Linked DNA regions of Zea mays: region 2 is linked to region 1. The links are chromatin contacts, called in public Hi-C maps. All regions are on one chromosome and are shown on one strand. The core of a region is the stretch at or near the end of the contact, and the rest is flanking DNA. Distances in the headings are between cores, read along the strand shown.

The links. A called contact is a pair of places that touch in the nucleus more often than the background predicts.
Region 2: a Hi-C map of ear shows a contact between it and region 1, with 4 times the contacts expected there. The contact joins the promoter of LOC100284728 here to the promoter of LOC103641028 in region 1. A contact is called at or near these places in 2 of 25 Hi-C or Micro-C datasets (ear and tassel).

The regions. Positions count from the first base shown.
Region 1 is chr10:39,394,534-39,398,800 of Zm-B73-REFERENCE-NAM-5.0, reverse strand. LOC103641028 reads left to right here and starts at 2,936. Exons shown (of 9, transcript XM_008664441.3): 1 at 2,936-3,394.
Region 2 is chr10:40,331,389-40,335,558 of Zm-B73-REFERENCE-NAM-5.0, reverse strand. LOC100284728 reads left to right here and starts at 2,048. Exons shown (of 7, transcript NM_001367196.1): 1 at 2,048-3,171; 2 at 3,888-4,080; 3 at 4,155-4,170. The coding sequence starts at 2,465.

The sequences.
Region 1 (4,267 bases), core at 1,687-4,186:
AACAAAATAGGAGCTACACGAAGTTTCACCTAAAACAGAGTTCAGATGTGGTCTACAGAAAATCAGGAAGTTCTCTGAAAAGCGTGCGAGAACTTTGACGAATTTTTTCTTTATTTTCCTGAATTTTTTTGACAATTTTATCGAAACCCAAACAGGTCAGTTTGGCCGGCCTCAGAATGGTGTCAACAAGCTCCTGTAAAAATTTCAGATTTTTTGAACAACCGAGCGAAAAGTTATGCCCGGTTTAAGGAAGGTATGTTTAAAATGACCGAGATGAGACAACCGCTTTGTATTCTTTCTCCTTCATTTTCTTTTTTTTTTGTTTCTGTTTTTTATTTAACGTAACCGAAGGAGAAAAACAAGGAAGCGGCGTTGACTCGGTTTGTTTTTTTTTCTGTTTTTTACGTAACCGAAGGAGAAAAATAAGGAAGCGGCGTTGACTCGGTTTGTGGCGTGATCAAACGGAATATAGTGGCGGCGCGCTAGGGTTTGAATGGTGGAATAACACAATGCAACCAGCAACAAATAACGTGAAAGCACACAAATTCAACAATGCAGATTATTGAAAGAAAGTGTGAGGCTAAAAAGGGTGCTGGGATAAGGTCTAACCTAAATTTTTATGTGGTTTTGTGGACTGTAGGAGAAAAAAACACTCGATAAACTCACCGATCAACCTGAAAATCTGATACCACTTGATGGAGCTGGAGTGCCCGATCTTTCGGTGAGTGGAGATAATTCCGATTTGGTGGAAGTAGACCCTCACGATCCGACTATGACGAGCGAACCCGAAGCGCCAATGCAATCGCTGAACCAACTCCTAATGGTTACTGATCTTGCTGATGCGAGATCGGCCTGATCACGAAGATCGTTTCCTGTGCGCAATCGAAGAACGAACAAGAAAAAGATGCGAGCAATCTTAATATCACTCGAAGTGGAGTTCTGAATCACAGAGGACAACACGTATTTGTGCGTGTTCTGGGGTAGCTAAAGCTAGATGTAAAACAAAACTCGAAGAACAAAGGAGGCGCGGCTCCTGGATAAATAGAGAGAGGGGGCGCAGCCCCTAGGGGCGACCAACCCTAGGTCGTCCACTATGGGCCGCAGTTGGGCTGGTCGTCTATTCTTCTGGTCCCTCATTCTTCAGTAGCATGACGAAGTTAAGATCTCTGGCACGGGCCTGAGTGATTGGCCCAGCTAATGAAGGAAGTGGCGCTTGATGTGGAGGTGTTGCTGGTGTAGTCGTACTCATAGTGATGTCCTCATCAAGAGTTCAAGGAAACAACCCACTGTATCAAGGTCTAGTACAGTCTGAATACAAGGCAATTGTCAATGCTACTGCAGAGGTGATGTGGATCTAGATTTTACTATATGAACTCAAGATTAATTGCCCAAGAGCAGCTAAACTATGGTGTGATAATATTGGTGCAAAGTACTTGTCAGCAAACCCAATTTTCATGCCAGGACTAAACACATAGAAGTGGATTATCATTTTGTCAGAGAACGAGTGACTAGAAAACTTCTGGATATTGATTTTATATCTTCAGGTGATCAAGTTGCAGATGGTTTCACCAAGCCATTGCCAGTTCGGTCTCTAGAACAATTCAAGTTCAATCTCAACCTATCTCGTCTGTGATTGAGCGAGGATGTTAGATGAAAGAGTTCTAGAAGAATCTGTTGTGCGTATCTTGCCTTGTGTAACAAACTGTGTATATAGAGAACAGTCCGGATTTTTGGGATCTCATTGAGATTAGAATGTCATGTAATTATAAGCTACCAAATATGGCTCCTTGAGTTACGAACTATGATCTGTGTACACCTATTTGTATGCCACGGTTGGGGCTTTTCCAATCATCAATTGATTCAACACGCATACGCCTGGTACCCAACATAGGGGCCGACGTTCCTCCACCCGCCCTCTGATTTTTCTCACACAAGAGCCTATTAATCTAAGTACTTTGTGTTGTTTGATATATAGTGTTTACAAATATGTGATTCCACCAAATGTAAATTGCATTGTACTTGAAAATAATATTTACTTCAAAGCTATATGCATTCCTATGAATTAGCTCATGGAGTTACTTCAGTTGATGGAGCATAACATTCAATCTTGCCTCTTTTACATAATTCATGTGACGACGTCTCGGACAATGAGCACTGCTTCCATGTCTATATCAGTGATGGCGAAGAGCACTAGCCTGTCTTTGGTGTCGCGTTCGGCAGACTTGACACCACCCACATTTTAGATCTTTTCCACAACACTTAGAAAGATGCTATGGTTAAATGAGAGGAAGTTTTAAATTCTAGGATGTGATCTTTAAGTGTAATTATGTTTCTTTGTGCAACCCATTTTGCAACATACTATAAGTTGAAATTAACTTGACCAATTTCCTGAGCTTCCTTATTATCTATATCAGGTTTATAGATGAACTAGAGTTCGACATCACATTACTAATTCTAGGCACAATGTTTCACCATTTCAGTATGCTTTTGATGAATCTGGAGGAAGTCTGCAACTTGACATTGTCAACGGGAAGTTGAAGTGGCTAGCAGGACCCAAACCTCTTATCCTGATACGCCACTTTGTTGTCTAGATGCTTCAACCTCGAGCTGTTATGCTCTCACACATTTATAATTTGATTTTTCATGTTGACAAGCTCATTGCAAAATACTTTCCATAGACCATTTTACAATTTCAATTATCTCATTTCTTTGTTATACAATACAAAACGAATATGATGTAAAATTGCGGATGTCATTCCATCCTTAGATAAGTTTAACATTGATTCTCTGTAAAACTTTCAGGTTAATACGTTACACGTACTTAATAGTTGTGGGGAGTTGTCGTTTTCTCTGTCGTTGCTGCCCAATTTATTTTGTCGGTCATTGCTATCGTAGCAACAAGGCAACTACGAGATAAAGATGTTCACTCTGTAGCAGGATATTCAGGATATTCATCTAGTAGTAGGTGTAGTACTGTGAAGATTACAGGAGTAATAATTGGCAAGTAATGATGAACGAGTAGGTGCTCCACAAGCAAAAGAACCCCAAAGTTCCGTGTGAGGTGTGACTCGAGCTCCCTAGATTTCGATTAGAAAACTCGATCAGATTCTTTTCTTTCCTCTCCTCCGGAATAGTTTATTCCGCTTTGCTTTGGGTCCACGATCTCTTCTTCGTCTCCTCCTCGAGGCAGAGGAAGACGTCCGGCTTCTTGTATCCGCCTTGTTAGCCCCACACACCGACAACCTGGACTGCGCGTCCACGAACTCACTCGCCGAACAGACATCATTCCCCTTACCCCGACGTTTGAAATCCTCTCCAGCCGATGCATCCTCCCCATCAATCTTCTCCGGTTCGTTGCATTGCGTCTGGATTGGCCTGCCCCTGCTAGATTCAGGTAACTGCTGCAGCTGCGGTTCTTGACCCGTTTACTTCGGTTTGCCCGTGGCCGCCCTTGTCTTATCCTTCTCTCTGCATTTGAGCCTTCTTTTTCACAGTATACTTGATTGGTTTGGGCTCTGTACCCAGTCAACTCCCTCCCCCCTTGTCCTGGCTTTTGATACTGCATTTTGGTTGTCCTAACTTGTTTCTGCTAATTTAATCGGCATTCATTGTAATTCCCGTACCGAGTCCTCTTGGGTTTGCTTGGCAGTTTTGCTTTGCTAGCACTAGCAGTACTCTGCATCTCTTTTGTTGTTAATGTGGGTAAAGTTTTTGCTTTTTCTTCAACCAAATGCTCCCTTTTTTCTCTTTCCAATGAACATTGATTGGTTCCTTGATGGCTCAGGTTCTCTTTACGGGAGCTGCTCTTGCAGACCGGCTGATTTAATGCAAGACGCTGTCTGTTTTTCTCTTTCCATTGCCCTTGATTTAATGCAAGACGCTGTCTGTTTTCTTTGCCTCTGGTATTGGGCTGGTACTTCACATGTTCTGGATGCTGCATTGGTTAGTCTCAGTCCAGTCCGGTCAAAGTCGTCTCTTCTCTCAGATCTCGTGCTGTCCCTAGCATTTTCCCTAGTTTAACTAGGTTCGAGTTATCTCCCTTTGCTTCATCGACTCATGCGTCCGTATTATTTGGGTTTTACGCTACCTTGTTCTTTTTGCTGAAAATTTTGTATTTTAACGAAGTTTTTCTATTCACTGCATCCCCACTAGGATCATCTGCTTCTGCTGCTGCTATTATTATTAGCATTAGGTCTCGACGCACACGATCTTAATCATTAACTGTTTTTCTTTTCTCCTTTACCTAGTAAGATAATCACTGCCTTGC
Region 2 (4,170 bases), core at 799-3,298, 940 kb before region 1:
TTTGTAGTTTATGAATAGTATTGTTTAACTCTAGTAAAAGTTTTAGCTTAATAAGATAATAAATGAATCAGAGACAAAACTCTTAAGTTATTTTTGTGTAGTTTTTTTATTTTTAGTAATTAAATGGCTTCTAGAAATGTTATAGAAAATTACAGCTAACATAATATCTAATTATCGATTTGTGTAAAATTGTATAAAATTTTGATGGTAGTAGAAAAAACAGAATTAAAAAAAAAGACAAAATAGTTCCATTTAAACAAGTGTCATGTCATCATAACAGTTAACTAAAATTATTTGGAGGTTATTTGTCCGCTTTTATAAAGTTTAGGGCTAGTTTGGGAAAACCATTTTCTCAAGTGATTTTCATTTTATCAAGTGAAAATGAACTGATTTCTCTTGGGAAAATAAAATCTCTTGGGTTATATTTTTATGCTATTTCTTTCTTTTATTGTAGAATTCTTTCTTCTCTACTAGGTTTAGCAACTAATATTAACTTACTTTTAATTGATGGATTTGAGATGTTACATTTTAATGATGTTGCACTGATTTAAGTGACATCAATTTTGTCTTTTTTAATTCTATTTTCTACAAGTGTCAAATTTTATGTAGTTTTACACAAATTTGGTAATTAGATATTATACTCACCATAATTTTTTTGTAAAATTTTAGAAGTAATAGTTTAATTACAAAAAAGCTACATAAAGAGAACTTAATATTTTTTTGTCTCTGATTCATTTCTTCTTTGATAAGACCAAAATTTTTACTAGAGCTAAACAACACTATTACTAAACTAAGAATTTTTTTTGTTGATTTTATTAAGAAAGTTAAGTGGTCTTTCTTCTAATTATTATCTAAATCAGTTCTGCATTTGTTTTTTATAAAACTTACCAAACACTAATAAAATAATCTCCATTTTTTACACAAACCTTCTCCTATCTACACTAACATACACAAATATTTCCAGATTTTTCTGAGAATTTTAAATCTAGACCCATAAATATGTAAATATTTCTCAGAATTTTATATAGGTTTAGATTTAATGTTCTTAAAAAATCTGAAAATATTTGTATATATTAGTTTAGCTAAGAGATAATCTATGTAAAAAATGGAGATCATTTTTTATTGTTACTAGGTGTTTCTAAAAAACAAATGTAAAATTAATTTAATTATTAATTAGACGAAAGGACACCTATCTTTCTTAATAAAAGCAACACAAAATTTTGTAGTTTATGAATAGTATTGTTTAACTCTAGTAAAAGTTTTAGCTTAATAAGATAATAAATGAATCAGAGACAAAACTCTTAAGTTATTTTTGTGTAGTTTTTTTATTTTTAGTAATTAAATGGCTTCTAGAAATGTTATAGAAAATTACAGCTAACATAATATCTAATTATCGATTTGTGTAAAATTGTATAAAATTTTGATGGTAGTAGAAAAAACAGAATTAAAAAAAGACAAAATAGTTCCATTTAAACAAGTGTCATGTCATCATAACAGTTAACTAAAATTATTTGGAGGTTATTTGTCCGCTTTTATAAAGTTTAGGGCTAGTTTGGGAAAACCATTTTCTCAAGTGATTTTCATTTTATCAAGTGAAAATGAACTGATTTCTCTTGGGAAAATAAAATCTCTTGGGTAAATGGGGTTCTCAAACTAGCTCTTAGATGGTTAAACATCTGGTTTTAAAAGTGAGAGGGTGAAGTAGAGCATGCTCTGAAGGCTAGAGATTACGTATACTTTCTGAACGAAGAGGCGCCCGCTGTCGAGAGTCTAAGCAAACCCACCTGACTACTTCAGTACCTGACTACGAATCCAAATAGGCCTAGGTCTTTAAGCCCACCTGGCGTTCCTGTTCTTCATCCGGCGGAGCCGCGGAGGCCACAAGCGCCTGCTGGCCCACGAAAGTGCCCTAGTTCTTCTTCTTCATTCCTGTCGGCGGTGAAGGCCCATCTGTTTTGCTGGCCCACATCGTGCGGCAGCCCTGGCTGGTCTTCCGTCTTCCTCGAAACCCTGACGCGGCCGCCACGCCATGCTCGCCGCAAGTCCCCTGCGCCAAGTGCCGCCGCCGGGCATCCCATCCACCTCCCGTCCTACTCCCTGAAGGCATGAACCCCCGTTCCAAGCGCCCTATACCGCCGCCATCTCCCGTTCCCCTTTCCTTTGTTCTCTTTCGTCTGCTGGGCAAACCAACGCCGCCAGCCACTGGTCGATCACTTCCAGCCAAGGAGTGGCGGACGCGCAGGGCTTGGAGTGTGGCGGACAGGCGGATCCTGTAGCGGCAGAGACAGGTACGGACGAGAGAGGTGAGTTCTCCGCACGATCGGCTGGGACAGGGGAACGACGCGCGCAACTGTGTGGCCTGGGGGGGCATTAAACGCTTAAACGGCGATCAATCGTCGCTTAATCGATTGCTGTCGGGTACTCCTGGCACTCAGAAGAGGTTGAACTAAGATAGGGATATTCAATGACGGGTGGATCGGGTGTGGTGGTGATAGACAATGGGGGTGGTCTTCTCAAGGCTGGCTTTGGGGGGGACAATGATCCAATTGCTGTTGTCCCCAACTGTATGGCCAAACCCCCTGGTGGCAATGCCAGCTCGAAGAAATGGCTTGTGGCTGACCAGCTGCAGGCAGAAGATGTCGATGTGACTGGCATGACTTTGAAGCGTCCTATTGACCGTGGCTATCTTATCAATACCGAGGTGCAGAGGGATGTGTGGGAACGGGTTTTGCGCAATCTTCTCCAGGTTGATCCTACTAACTCGTCCTTGTTACTGGTGGAACCCATGTTTAACCCTCCAGCGATACAGCATGCAACTGATGAGCTAGTGTTCGAGGAGTTTGGCTTCAACTCGCTTTATGTTGCAGATGGTCCTTCCCTTGTCCACCTTTATGAGGCTAGCCGACAACCAATGATGTTTCGTGCCCAATGCAGCCTTGTTGTTGACTGTGGCTTCTCTTTCACCCATGCATCCCCTGTACTTCAGAACTTTACTCTTAATTATGGTGTTCGGCGTATGGACCTTGGCGGCAAGGCCCTTACAAACTATCTCAAGGAGCTCGTCTCATACCGTTCCCTTAATGTTATGGATGAAACTCTCCTCATTGATGATGCAAAGGAAAAGCTATGTTTTGTCTCGCTTGATGTCCCTGGTGATCTACACCTTGCCAGGTCAGCTGTCTTCATAACCTTTCATGTGCCAACCCTTCTTTTGTTTGTTTAGGGTTAATGTTTCATGTAAGTTCTGAATAAATTTAAAGGTTGGGCCATCTAGGAACATCTAGTGTTTGAACTTTGTCTGTTTAACCAATTTAAGTGCACACATTGATAACCTTTTTTGACAAACTGGATTTTGTAGCTTCCAGAACTAGAGGTGTTGTGCATGCACACATGTTTTTGTGGGAGCTGGTGAACTAGCATTTTGAGCTGAAACTTCACTATAGGCATTAGAAGGCTTGAAAGACCTTAGCATTTGAATTTTAAGAACACAAAACTTATCTTTGTCAAACAAACAAATAGATAACTAACCTAAGGACACTGGAATGTGTTTTTGGGACTATCCTATACTTGGGACTTTTGTTTTCTCATATTGTTGTTTATAGTGTCTTCGTAAAGCACCCTGAATTTACAATGCTAACTCCAGAATCCAGATGCCATTAATGTCGACGGATGCTAAGAGAATGTTATTAAGTACATGTTTCCTTTGCTTGAAAGTTGTTTAGAGGCATTTTCTTAAAATATATTGTGCTGTATTAGGGAAGAAAGAATGAGTTAAATGATGTAAAATCACATTCCTTTGAAATGGGGACCTACTAATGAGTTGACTAAACTATGGGATTTTATGCTACTCAAATCTCTTAGCAGCTTGCTGTGCAATTTCTGGGCAGGTTATCATTTAAGGATAACCCTTTTAGATGTTCTTATATTCTCCCTGATGGTATAACATACAAGAAAGGGTTTGTCAAGGATATGGATGAAGCACTTAGATATCGCACCCTGCCTCAAGTATCAGATAGCAAAGACCATGGTATGGATACAAATAAGTCCGAGGATCGGAAAAAGGCAGAATTAAGTCAAAATGTAACATCCTCGCCTCCTTGGTATTGGCTGCCATGTGGTATTATGATATCATTGATGAGATTTTAACTCTGTAGGAATTTGTCTTGACAA